Regions from separate parts of the Mus musculus genome. Here region 2 is linked to region 1. Evidence: chromatin contacts called from public Hi-C data. All regions are on one chromosome and are shown on one strand. Each heading gives the region's core, a stretch centred on a gene start, on an enhancer-like site or on the middle of the called end of the contact. The rest is flanking DNA. Distances are from core to core; before and after follow the strand shown. Region 1 has its middle 86 kb from the start of Gm46567. Region 2 has its middle 48 kb from the start of 1700025H01Rik.

Region 1 (7,206 bases), core at 1,875-4,374:
CGATGGGCTTGTCAGAAAGCACTGAAGGCATCAAATGTGTTCCTGTGGAGTCCTGAAGAGCCTGAAGAGCCAGAGACCAGCTATGGAACACAGAAGGCACAGTAGGAAAGCCCAAGTAGAATGTGTGTGTGTGCCCTACGTGTTAAAGACATAAGTCTCCTTACCACCCATGATTGCGGTGGGGTGGGGGCGTCTAGCACTCAGCAAACACTGCAGAACTTCCCAAGCTTCTCCTATGCACATTTCCTGTCACAGCAAGTATATTGGTTCAAGGTGGTCCCGTGGATGAAAACAAACGCGAGCCCCAGTGAAGAAACCATCTCAGGGATTGACCCCTTTAGGGACAGATCCCTACCCCTCTCTCCTCTGGCCACCAGAGGTGGTGCCTCCTGGGGGTCTCAAAGCTCACCAGGGTTCAAAGCACTCAGACAGGTGTCAGACATCCTCCCTCTTGGCCCTTCCAGCCCTCACTGCTCTCTGTCCCTGTCTCCCTTGCAGGCAGACTGCAGCTCAATTAGGAAGGCATTCCCAGACCTCTCTGGGACTGGCACGGCCACATTGTTTGCATTCCCTGCCTATGGCTGCAGCTCCCGAGCCAGGAGGCATGCAGATGCAGTCTGTCTGCATCAGACTCTTATCTATTTCTGAGAAAGGACAGGTCTTTTAAGTCACACTTCCAGACCCGCGACGACAATCAGGATGATCAGTAAAGTGTCTTCTGGGCATGACAGTCCTTCATGGGACTCTTTGGGTGGTATTCTAGGCCCATGGGGACTCCATGTTAACTGATTTCTAGTCCATGCTCACTCAGGAGGTAGCCACTGACAAGCAGGGATGGGGTGGATGTGGGTGGTGAAATGCGCTTTTGCACTGGGACAGTGGAAGATGTCAGAAGGGCTCGGTGTGCAACAGAGGGGCTGGATGACACTAAGAAAGTCCCCATGGGTTTTAGACAATGGTTATGGTAAAGAAAAAACAGTCTTTGTTGGCTGGTGTGAAGGTCTCTTTAATACCACACGGGGGGTGGGGAGGGGGCACAGTCGTAGGTGGTTTGGTGTGGGATGATGGGATGACATGATGTCGGGAATTTGCCATAAAACATTCCAGAGAAGGCTGAGGGGTAGACTGATTACCATAATTACTGAGCTGGTGAGCCCGTAAGTGGGTTGTTATATCATTCTTTATACTCTTGTATCTGCTTAGAATTTTTCAGGATAAAAAGTTATTTCTAAAAAAGGATCTGAACGACTAATAATTCACAAATCATAAAATCCGGGATGGTGCTGAGCAGCAGCCGAGGTTGCCATGGGTTAACATTTTTGTCAGATGAGTGATAGGGACAGGCAGGATTTGGGAGCTCTTGGCTTTGTTTGTTTGTCTTCATACCAGCGAAAGCATTCCCCCCCCACACAGGGTGTGATCCACCCTCGCCTCAGACACCCCTCAATGTGGGGCTTTCTGGCTGCCAGAGTTGAAGCTGTCCTGGCCCTGACCAGACCCACCCTGAGGCTCAGCCCAACCCCACCCCCACCACTGCCCCTTTTCCTCCCATCCAGTCCAGTTCTCCAAGCCGTCTGGAGAAAATTATCCAAACCCCACGTAGAAAATTTAAGACCTTGGCAGTCGTCCCATAGATGACTCCCAAATTATGCCATTCCAAAGGTGGGGGGGGGGGGGGAAGGCCAGAAGTTCAGAACCTAGGTGCCCATTGTGTTGTCTGAGAGCTGTGAGCGCCACCTGCTGGCAGAGACTGGCAGAAAGGGACGCCAAAGATGGCCAGGAATTCATCCAAAACAGGGCTAAGTCTGTCAGATCTCTCATACTAGAGAGGATTCACTGATTAGCAGAAAGAGAACTGAGATAGAGGGTGTGTGCATGTGCATGTGCATGTTCATGTGGGTGTGCGTGAGCACTGGGACTTGTGTGTCTGTAGATTTATACATGAGGACTGACCACATGCTGAGCTGTGTGTGCTGGGACGTGCATTGGGATGATGTGGCTTCGCTCCAGAGTGAAGACAGTAAATAAGAAAATCCAGCTGAGCTGTATCCCTCCAAAGGAAGTTTCCGGATATCCACTCATCATTAATATCCAGCCCAGGCATGAGATATATGGATCTCAGTAATTGGAGTTTTCACGAGGGGAAAGTAAGGCCGGCAACATACTCAAAGCCCATCCTGAAAACAACAGGTTCCCTGAGGAGTTAGGGCACCTGGGGATAAAGATCTTGTGAGTTGATGAGTTCATCTTTTCTGTTTTGCAGAGAAGGAACCAAAAGTTTAATTAAAAAAAGAAAAAATACAAGAGGAAATATGTCTACATCCTTGTTAAGAGTTTTTTTCCACCATGAGTTCTGGTAACCAGTCTCCTCCACCAGTACAACCCAGCACATGCACCAGGAGGCTACTGGGGCTTCTGCCCTGTCCTGCCCTGCCCTGCCCTGCCCTGCCCAGCCCAGCCCAGCCCAGCCCAGCCCAGCCCAGCCCAGCCCTGCCCCATCTTTACCTCACCTTTTCTATTTTTCTCTCCCAAAAAGCATTTCCTGCGTCATAAATCTTGAGAAACTTATTGGTTTCCTGAGGCATCCCTTAGTCCAAAGATGTGGCTTCACAGCCCAGACCAGGAACCACCCTGAGGCTAGGGCTCTACTGTGGGAGCAAAGTCTCTCCTAGAAGGTGGTGGGAGGACACTAGCCCTCCACCTGTCTCTGAGGGCTCACAGGCACTGAAAACTTTCCCAGGCTTCCTGCAAACATTGCCAAAACCCCCAGCTTGGATGCCGGCCGAGGGTGACTACCCAGGGGGGGTGCAGCACAAAGTGGAGAGAGGACTCAAGTGGGGCTCCATCTCAGAAGCAACGCAGGGATCAGAATCTCCCTACTGCTTCTGTCCATTTCTTCTCTCTGAAATGACAGGCTTCTTTTGTCTTCTCCCTCTCAGGTGGAGCAGCAAGCCAGTCTTCCTTCTGCAAGCTCATCCCAGAAACTCACCAGAACAACTCTCTGGGGCTTTAAGCTCCTTGTGACTGCATCGACTGCTTTCTCACATGCGCGCTAAGCTATGCCTTGTCCTTGTCTCTAACCACACCAGCCCCATGCCTGAGTGGATGCCAATCCAACTGTCACTTCCTGCTTCCTAACCTCAAATGTTGATTCCTCTACCTGTGTGCTCCAATAGTTACTTTTGTTGTAGAGGCCTTCCTCAAATGGCACCTTTTCCCGGAAGTGTCTAGAAATAGTCCCGTTCTAAACTCAACAGAATCCCCTCTGGGTCTCCTGGGGTTTATTTGGCTTATGCCTTTTCTGAGCTTTGCGGGCTGCTGCAGTTTGCACCTGTTTGTGCCCATTGATGGTTCCCCTCTCTAGGGTTCTGAGCGCCAGAGGGCAAGTGTAGCACCTACAACATCCTGCCCTTCTTCACCTCCCACCCATGCACTCAGAGACCCAGCGTAGTTTCCAGTGGAGAGGAATTTCTTAGGGAACATGGGTACGAGTGAAGTCCCAAATGACTTGTGAGTTCTACTGTATAATCCAGTATTTTGGTTTCTGCAGTCTTGACTGTCCTTCCCAAAGGCCAGTGAACCCAAATGAACAACATACCATTGAGAGACAAACGTTTCACTGTCAGTGTACTTAGACACAAAGCCCCGGTGTTCCAGAGGCAGGATAGCTGTGGCCACTCTAGGTCCTGATCACACCCATTGTGGGGATGCAGACTCGGTGCCCATCTGTCTCTGGAAAGGACTCACTCTGGAGCCTAAGACTAACACTGAGAAGAAAGGCATCTAGGCAGGTCACACCTGGAGAGCCCCAGGAAACAAGACACAACCTGCCAGGTCCCCATTGCTCAGGAGTCCTTGAAACTTGGGTGCATAGGTGACAGCAGGTACAGAGACTCTGTGTGATCAGAGCTCAGGTCATAGTGAGTTCCTTTCTCATCTGCATGATGTCCTTGTTAAAGGACACTTTCAGATCTTCCCATCTGACTGAGACTACAGCCAGCAAGCAGAGTGCTTCCAGCAAAGACCTTCCCAGAGAGCGACCTTCATCCACAGCACAGTTAAGTCCTTCACAGTTGTGTGGATGCCAGAGAGTCCTGGTCATCCAGCGGTCTTACTGAGCATCAATAACAAATAGATGATTATATTAAGAACTTCCAGCCACTGTGACCTTTCGAGGTTATTGAGAGTTGTCAATTCACATGTGGAGGAAATGAGACATGAAAAAAAAATACATTTATTTGGATGAAGGTTTTACTTCTTAGAAAAATTTTGTGTATTTTTTTTTCTGGTTCTCTGAGGGATAGACAGTCATTATAACTAAATATTGGAAAAATCAAAAACTTTAATGAAGGAAAAAAAGTGCCTTGACTCTTACTATCCAAAAACCCCGTAGGTTCCCAATATCTTTACTTGAACGTGTTTTCTTTGGCTTATTTTTACAAAACTATCGTATGAGAGCTCTTGCTTAGAGACCCTGAACTCTTGCACATACGGTACCATGAACCCCTCTCCACGCCTACAATAGGCTACTCTGCAATTATTAATATGCTCCTATAATCCTAACATATACACATACTGTATTTCATTTCACCGAGCCCTCATGATTTCAGAAATACCCTGTTTTCATGCTTTTTATTTTAATGTCTCCGGATGGTGTTTCTACGTTTAGACTTGCCAAAGGATGCTCACCCTCTGCAGACTGCTGGTGCTGGCCCTTGCAATGACCGAACTACCCAGCTTGCCCCTCACTCCTGACGCATCAGCTGAAGGATGGGATGCCAAACCTGAAGGGACCCTACCTACATAATAAAGTTTACAGTGCCTCTGACAGATGGGAAGACAGAAGTCTGTAAAGGGCAAGGGGCTTTCTGCAATTCCAAAGGTGAGCTGGTGGGTGGCAAAGTGAGCGCTGCAGTGTTGGTGGCTACCTGCCCAGCAGGCTTCTCTACAGTCCACTGCCTCCCTTCAACCCGGGACCCTGAATTACATTGCTTGGAGGCACGCTTGGCAGGCTGTCACTCCTCTACGCAGCCAACACTGGGCATTTCCTGAGCTGGCATCTGCACTAGATAAAAGTCTGGGCTGGATGCCTTGATGCATTCAATACAGCCAGAGTCAACCAGGGCACCAACTATCCATTTTCTTCCCAGAGATTTGAAGAGGGTTCAAATCTTGGTTTTTAAGGGGAGACATCAAGAACAGGCAGTACAGTGGGAGCCCCCTGAGAACTGGGAGTTGGGGGGAGATTGAGGTGAAGTGGCTTGCAGGTTCGGAACTTTAAATGTTGTTATGAAATGAATGGCAGAGCCCCTGCTCCCCACCTCAGGCTGAATGGGGCAAGCTTCCATCTTGGCTGTGTGTGGCTCCTCAGGTACTGGAGCCAAATAACGTGTGCCTGGCCTAGGTAAGTGCCCCACAGCTCTGGAGAAAGCCTTCTGGTGGGGACTGAGCAGGCTGGGGAGGCCCTGCTTATGCTAACAAGGCACTAAATTAGGGCATTACACGCCTCATTTAGCACGACTGTGCAAAACCTAAAAGTACTAATAAATTTTCCTTCTGGGGTCAAGAATCATAAAAGGATAGATGATCAACCATTAATTAGCGGGGCAATTACAGCCTGCCAGCTTCTGTTCTATCTCTGTCTTCTCTCAAATGGCACAATTTGTTCCAAATGCTTTTTGCAAGCAGTCTTTCTTAGGGTTGGGGGTGAGGTGGCTTTAGCCAGGAGAGGGGCTCCTACTTTTCAGCTCTTGCCTGGATGTAAATGTTCTAGAAGATCAGCCCTGGGCATTTGATCAAAAGGAAAGCTGTTTCCCTTCATGCATTCGCTCCCTGCCCTCCCTCCGCCCCTCAAAGCCTGAATGCAAACCATAGGGCATCACTTATAGAAAAGGACAGCCATCACTCTGGGGTTCTAGGGACACCTGGACTTTGTTCAGTCTTGCAAAGCAGAGAGTCTCTTCTCTGAGTCCACTAGAAATTCATAGTTACACAGTATGGAAAGCTGGATGAGGGTCTTGTAATTCTTAGTTGGAAGTCTTTTTTTTTTTTTTTTTTAAAGATTTATTTATTATTATATGTAAGTACACTGTAGCTGTCTTCAGACACACCAGAAGAGGGAGTCAGATCTTGTTACGGATGGTTATGAGCCACCATGTGGTTGCTGGGATTTGAACTCTGGACCTTCGGAAGAGCAATCGGGTGCTCTTACCCACTGAGCCATCTCACCAGCCCTAGTTGGAAGTCTTAAACATGCCAGTTTCCATGCCAGCTTTGGTGGTCTTTATAAGTGCTGAGTATAAAGTGAAATGTTGGTTAAGAATCATGGGGCCTGACCAGGGGCTGGTGGTTCACGAATTTAACCCCAGAACTCTGGAGGCAGAGGCAGGGGATATCTGTGAGTTCGAGGCCAGCCTAGTCTGCAGAATGAATTCTAGGGCATCCAAGGCTACACAGAGAAATCTTGTCTCAAAAAACAAAAACAAACAAACAAACAACAAACAAAACAACAAAACCCATAGATAGATAGATAGATAGATAGATAGATAGATAGATAGATAGATAGGTAGGTAGATAGATAGATAGATAGATAGATAGATAGATAGATAGATAGATAGATAAATCATGGGGCCAGAGGGGCCATAGTGGTACAAGCCTTTAATCCCAGCAGCAGGAAGAAGAGGCAAGTGGATCTCTAAGTTCGAAACCAGCCTAGTAGTCCACAGAGCAAGTTCCAGGACAGCCAGAGCTGCTGGGAGAAACCCTGTCTCAAAAAACAAAAAACAAAAGCAAACAGAAGAATCACGGAACCTGTGAGATGGCTCAGCAGGTAAAGATGCTTGCCGGCAGACCTGACCTGAGTTTAATCCCTGAGACCCACATGGTAGAAAGGGAGAATTGACCCCTGAAAGATGTCCTCTGATGTCCACATATGTGCTGTGGCACTCACCATCCTTAACTAACTAAATAAACAAATACGCAAGCAAATAAATGTTATTTAGATGTTTAGAAACAACTCAAATAAGCAAGAAAACAAATACAGAGTCAAGGTGGTACCTGGGCAACAGGATCAAGGTAATTTTCTAAGAGCCTCCCACCTCCCTGTCCAAGCCTGGGCTTTGATCGAAGAGGCAGGTGGGTGCCACAAACACAGAAGACTAGCAGATTTGGGATATTCTGGGATGCCCCTGGGCATCTGCGGATCAA
Region 2 (6,741 bases), core at 792-3,291, 420 kb before region 1:
AGCTAAATCCTAAGCCAGAACCAGAAGCTCTGAGAGGTTCTCCTATGTGTTGGACACACACACAATAGCCCAAGCACATCCCCAGCACTGCAGTGTTCCAGCTTAATTGGAGAGTGTAGGCAGAGAACTGCGAGCCATAAATTCATTCAAGATGCACTTTGTGGGTGCCTGCATAGTTCAGGCACTGTGCTAAATGTGCTCTGTGTGTGTGTGTGTGTGTGTGTGTGTGTGTGTGTGTGTGTGTGTACAGAGACAAAACACATTTTTCATCCCTCAAACTTCCTTCACATGGAGAGAGGTGGGCAAGCAAATGCTTCCATCCCAGGGTAGTAAAGAAGGAACCCTAAAGAGGTAGATATGTATATGTGGCAGGGGCTGCTGCCCCCACTAGGGGAGGTCACTTAGAAGAGCTCTTGACTTGGCTGTGTCTTGAAGGATGAAACGGACTAATAATAATAATAATAATAATAATGATAATAGCCACAACAACAACGATGAAGCCGCTCCTGGTCAAGGGGACAGCAGGAACAGACAGAGTGAGGGTCAGGAGAGAACAGAGCTGAGGGACCTGCAGGGAAGGGAGCCCCTCAGAGTGCTCAGTGAGGAGTCAATGCAGGCCGGGCATAGCTATATACTTTATATAGCTTTTTATACTGCTGCATGCATAGCTTTAACTGGCTGTTGAGACGGATGTGCACACACACACACACACACACACACATACACACACACACACAAACGTGGCATATGTAGGGGTATAGAACAGAGGCTGACAAGGGAGAGAGAGGACATGGGAGCAGGAAATGAGAGACAAGGGAGTTGGGTGAGGGTAGGCCTCTGGGGTCTGCTATGGGGTCTGCTACAGGATGGGGTCTGCTATGTTGCAGATCTGTGTGATTGGGAAAATTTTCCCCAGGGAGGAGGTAGAGAAGAGACAAGGAGAAGTCAGACCCAACTTAGATCACAGGGCAAGGCTGCCTGTGGTTACATTAGAAGCAGAGTGGTCTTTTATCCTCCCAGTGACAGTGAGTTTTATTTATTTATTTATTTATTATTGTTATTATTGTTGTTATTTATTTATGTGTATGTGTGTGATGTGTGTTGTGTGTGTTGTGTATATACATTGTGGGTGGGTGTGCATGCCTGTACACACACACACACACACACACACACACACACACACACACACACACACACGGAGGCTACAGAGGGATGCCAGATGTCTTCCTCTATTGCTTCTGCCTCACTGCATTGAGGCAAGGTCTCTCACTGAATGGGAAGCTCATCTTTTTGCCTAGGCTGCCTAGCCCAGCCAGTGAGCTCTCAAGAGTTTCCCAGTGCTGGGGTTAAAGGTATGTGTAGCCCATGCTTGGCTTTTGATGCAGCAATGGGAACTTGAACACTGGTCCTTCCTGCTTATAGAGCCATGTACTCATACCCACTGAGCCATCTTCCCAGCCCCAACCTACCCCATTGTAAGGTAAGGAAACAACGAGCCAGAGTGGTTGGTTGCCGTGGCTGGCTGTGCAGGTGGGCTTCTGTACTTTAGGTTTGGCTTACTGCCTTTGGTCCGATATAACCCTTCTGTTGTGGGTTAGAACTCAGACAACAACCTTTACCCCTGAAAAGGGACCTGGGCATTATACTGACCCCCCCCCCCCCCCCCCCCAGGAATAGGAACAAATGTAAGGTTAGGCCACAGCTGGTAACAGGATGGGTTCTGTCACCCAGCCTAGCAGCCCCTCCCTGAGCAGTGTGAGCCTTCCTCCCCTGAGACTCACTGCCCCACCTTCCCCACGCCCCAGCACGCCTGACAGCCGCCAAACTCATCACCTCTGAGATCAGAAAGGCTTGCAAGTAGACACTAGTGGTCTTGGGCTGAGGAAACACACAGGAGAGCAATTAAGGCCGCACGTGGTTGTGAGCCGCCTCTGGTGGTTTGCAGCTGCAGAAAGCCCTGACTCCCCTGGGCTCCGCACTCGCTTGCCCGCTTTCTCTCGCTGGGGCTGCCTGTCTGTACTTCCCATCCTGACCAGGACCAATTAGATCCCCATGTGTGCTGCAGGCGTGAAAAAAAAAATAGAAAGTGAGTAATCCTTCATGCGCCTCTGCGTGGCACAGCTTTGATCCTCGTGGCGCGGTGGCCCCGTTCCATCAGAAAATGCGTCTGTCTCGGGTTCTTTTCTTTTCTCTTTCTCTCTCTTTTTTTTTTCCTGTTAACCCAATTTCTTTTTTTTTTTTTTTTCAAAATGACATGAACCTCCACCCAGAGACCTGTGAAATGACCACCATCCATCTTCAGACCCTTCTGATCAAAGCTGGGTTGGATTTTTTTTTCCTTTGTCGCGTTTTTTTTTTTTTTTTTTTTAGACTTTCGCTACAGTCAGTCCCTCCTAAGGTTGGTTTGCCGCCAGTGTTTCCAGGCTGAAATAAAAAGGAATCGTCTATTAATATCAGCTTTGGGCAACAAGGCCACCATTGTTTGCTTCATTTGGGAGTATCTACAGTCTGGGTTGGGAGTGGAGGGGTGGAGAGATTAGATAAGCAGTTTCAAAACTAAGGAGGGACGAGGGGCGTTAACTGGTGTCTTTCAAAGTTGTGACCAGTCTCATTAAATAGCTGCAGATTCAAATATTTGGGAACTGTTTGATTTTGAAAGTGCTGTAGTCCTCCAGGCCTCTCTGGTATGAAGGCCTGTTTCAAGCTGACAAATAAGGTGGTGTGTCATTTCTGTGGCCGGTGGCCTATGGAGCTAGGTAGTGGAAGAGGAGGTGACAGAGATCTGGGGTGTTGCAGAGGAGGAAATGGAGTTAAGGGTGGTGGGGATGGTGGGGTGTGGAGGAGACAGCAGGTGGAATAAGAACGGGGAGGTGTTTGTGGAGAAGTGGGAGCGGGTCTAGTGGAGGGGAGAAGAAGGGGAAGGATGGAGGGGTGCAGGTGACAGAGGAGGGGTGCAGGTGACAGAGGAGGGGTGCTGGTGACAGAGGAGGGGTGCAGGTGACAGAGGAGGGGTGCAGGTGACAGAGGAGGGGTGCTGGTGACAGAGGAGGGATGCAGATGACAGAGGAGGGGTGCTGGTGACAGAGGAGGGGTGCTGGTGACAGAGGAGGGGTACAGGTGACAGAGGAGGGGTGCTGGTGACAGAGGAGGGGTGCTGGTGACAGAGGAGGGGTGCTGGTGACAGAGGAGGGGTACAGGTGACATGGAGGGGTGCTGGTGACAGTGGCCAAGCTGGTATAGTAAGGTGGCAGGGACATGATTGAGGGGTGTAGATGGCAGTGGAGAAATCACCACCTATACATGGAAAGGGTGAATAATAGTCAAGGGATGAAGTCTGAGCGCACAAACGGTATATGAGTTACTTCCTGTTGGTGTGAAAAAGTACTGACTAAAACCGGCTTGGAAAAGAAAGGGTTTATCACACTTCCATGTCACAGTCTATCACTGAGAGATCTAGGAACAGAAACTCAAGCAAGAACTTGTAGACAAGAACTGAAGCAGGCATTGCAGAATTGCTGCTTACTGGCTGGCTTGCTGCTTACTTGCTTTCCATGGCTTGCTGAGCCTGCTTTATTAGACAGCTCAGGACCACATACCCAGGGGTGCCACTGCCCATGGTGGCCTGGCTCCTCCCACATCATCAATCAATCAAGGAAGTGCCCACAGGCCATTCTGACGAGGAGGCATGTATTAGGCACTTTCCAGTTGCTGGGTGATCAAACACCATGACTTATAAAGGAAAGTCTTTTATTGGGTTTATGGTTCCAGAGGGCTATAGTCTGAGATGGCAGAGGGAAGGCATGGTGACAGGGACAGTTGAGAGCTCACATCTCAAACTGCAAGCAGGAGGCAGAGGGCACAGTAGGAATGCAGGGGTCTTTGGAAACCTCAAAGCCCACCTCCAGTGACACACCTCCTCCAACAAGGCCACACCTTCTAGCAAGTCTGCAACCATATAAACCTATAGGGATCACCCTCATTCAAACCACCACAAAGCAACTTCTCCATTGAGATTTTCTCTTGCCAGGTGACTCTAGTTTGTGTCAAGTTGACAAAAGTTTGCACAAGGGGGGAAATGAAAGCACTAGAGAGTTACTGAAAACCAGGAGTTGCTGTCCCCTCTGACTAGACAATGGAGAAGAATCTAAAGTTGATGGCAGAATGTCCCATTTACATAGGGATATGCATATGTCTTCTCTGGGACCACTGGGGCTGGGCCATTACCGCTCCGTCTGAAGCTGATTTGGATAGCATTTGCTGGGGACAGGTACCTCCAGGCATGAGTCCATATCACCCCAGCTGTTGACTCATTCATTCTGGTGTATCTCCCTGAGAGAGTGGGTAGGAGAGCAGGAGAGTCGCCCAGACCACCCACACTGAATGTGCCTGGGGTTTCTGAGTAGCCCACTGGTGTGGTTTAAATAGAAATGGCCCTCTTAGGCTCATATATTTGAATACCTGGTCATCAGGGAGTAGTAGTGCTACTTGACAGGACTAGGGGGCGTGGCCTTATTGGAATTGGTGTGGCCTTGTTGAAGGAAATGGTCACTAGGGGTGGGCTTGAAGGTCTCAGATGCTCAAGCCACGCCCGGTGTGGCAATTCTTTTGTGGCTGCCTGTGGACCAAGACACAGAATTCTCAGCTCCTTCTCCCGCACCATGTCTATCTGCATGCCACCTTGTTTCCCATCATTTAGTCCACAATGGACTAAACTGAAATGTAGGCCAGCCCCAGTTAAATGATTGTCTTTATAGGAGTTGCTGTGGTCACAGTGTCTCTTCACAGCAATAGAAACCCTAACTAAGACACCGCCTGATCCAGTAAGAAACATGCACTGGGAGTCGGTGCTGGCCCTGCTTCTGCAAAGCTGAGTGACTTTGATTGGAGCATTTTTCCTTTCAGCCCCCCCACCCCCCAATCTCCATTGCTCAAAGTAAGCTCATTCTATCTGAGATGTTGTATAAGCTCTGACATCCTGTTTCAGCTTTGGAGAATCTAGTGATGTCACTGGAGCTCTGCCTGAGGTCTTTTCTCCTTTACAGAGTTCTGGTTTCCATTGCTTCTGCCTGGTCCTTGTCTGAAGGTCTCTACTTGCCCTTTGGCATTGTTGGATAATGGGTCGGGGTGGACCCCATCACCCCAGTGCCCACTACTCTCCAGCGATAACAGAAACAGAAGCTAATGAATTCTTGCTCTAGAGGAAAGGTTTCAAGTTTTGAGTAAGGGCTCCAAGGTGGACTGTTACCAGCTGTGAACGCACACTGGGTAATATGAGGAGTGCTGGCAAAAGCCACTGAATAAATCCAAGTGATCTACCAGAGAAAGCTAGTGAGCAGCTGGCACCAGAGCAGGAAAGCTGGCACAGCAGAGGAAGCAGAGGTCCTGCAGCAAACTAATTCCCTGCTACCGAAAGTGAGCTAGTCACAGTCTCTCTGGCATCCGGTGCTCCGTGTCCCAAAGCCAAGGAGAAGATTTTAAAGGATCAGAAAGATTTTTGTCCCTTTGGACCTGAAATTGGACCCAAGGAGTTACAAGGCGAATTGCTGCTCATAAACACTTCCAATTTAAATTTACTTCTATCAGACTGCAGTGATGTGTTTCCAATTAGAGGTTGGGGCTGGGGTGTAGCTTAGTGGTAGAGCGTATACCTCGTCTTTGGCCATACTACCCTGAAAGTGCCTGGTCTTATATGATCTTGGAAGCTAAGTGGGGTTGGTCCTGGTTCGATTGGAGGGTACCTAGCATTTGATGATTGGAGGGTACCTAGCATTTGATTGGAGGGTACCTAGCATTTGATTGGAGGGTACCTAGCATTTGATTGGAGGGTACCTAGCATTCGATTGGAGGGTACCTAGCATTCGATTGGAGAGTACCTAGCATTTGATTGAGGATACCTAGCATTCGATTGGAGGGTACCTAGCATTCGATTGGAGGGTACCTAGCATTCGATTGGAGGGTATCTAGCATGTATACAACTGCAGATTTATTACACCCAGCATGGGGAAGGTGAGAAGGAGGAAGTGAGTGGCAGAGTGATGGATTGATTCTGAAATGTATTTCTGAGACTCCTGGTACCTTGCCTTTGATCTGGATCTTCTCATGTCCATTGTCATGGGATCGGTAGTGGAGGCTCCTTGGTTATTTCTGTCCTTGTCCTTATCCACGATAAGGACGATAAGAACACGGTGGTTCCTACGGTCCGGGACTCTCTGACTGGTAACAATGGGGCAGGTGGCAGGAAAGGAGATCATGAGAAAGAGGAGGGTGTTCTGAGCACACCCTCTCCATGCCAACCTCAACCTTTCCAACGGAAAGAGCATCATTAACGGACTGGAGCTGCAATCTGATTTGACACCCACTGGCCGCTACTACATCTGAATGCTTCTCAAGATGTAATTACCCATTGGAAGAACCAAGTCCTGAGAAGAAGAAAGCTGACATTTTCTAGTGTCAGCTATTCAGCAGGCTGGGGGCTGTTCATGATGGATGGTGATTAATTCTTTCAGGATGTATACTATTATCCCTGTCTGACAGTGTAAGGATTCAAGATTCTCGAAGAATGATACGCCAGACTCAAATAGTATACAACAGCAAAGAGTGTTTATTCTGAGAACTTGCGTGCAGGGGTCTACCATACATCGGGATGGAAGTCAGAGGTGTGGACTTAGCAGGGTCAATTTAAAGCCTGTTAGGGCAGGAGTGGGTCCCTTTTCCCTTTCTTTCCTTGATTAGTTGGCTCTA

The links. Hi-C and Micro-C count contacts between places; a contact is called where the count stands out from the background.
Region 2: a contact with region 1 is called in a Hi-C map of pre-B cells, with 2.0 times the contacts expected there. The contact joins two enhancer-like sites. A contact is called at or near these places in 2 of 15 datasets of contacts at CTCF or cohesin (large pre-B cells and pro-B cells), 5 of 484 Hi-C or Micro-C datasets (the C10 cell line, bone marrow-derived macrophages, cerebral cortex and 2 more), 11 of 115 datasets of contacts at active chromatin or transcription factors (embryonic basal ganglia, embryonic forebrain, embryonic hindbrain and 8 more) and 2 of 9 other capture datasets (embryonic stem cells and embryonic trunk).

What each region holds. Positions count from the first base shown.
Region 1 is chr16:29,723,584-29,730,789 of GRCm38.p6, reverse strand. No RefSeq gene overlaps it. Among named protein-coding and RNA genes, the nearest start is that of Gm46567, 86 kb to the left of the region's middle. Within about 2 kb of position 3,124, at least 24 of the 459 cell types and tissues checked have an H3K27ac peak or open chromatin away from gene starts, as enhancers often do. A contact at or near this core is called in pre-B cells and pro-B cells, where this site is marked.
Region 2 is chr16:30,140,856-30,147,596 of GRCm38.p6, reverse strand. No RefSeq gene overlaps it. Among named protein-coding and RNA genes, the nearest start is that of 1700025H01Rik, 48 kb to the left of the region's middle. Within about 2 kb of position 2,041, at least 66 of the 459 cell types and tissues checked have an H3K27ac peak or open chromatin away from gene starts, as enhancers often do. A contact at or near this core is called in pre-B cells and pro-B cells, where this site is marked.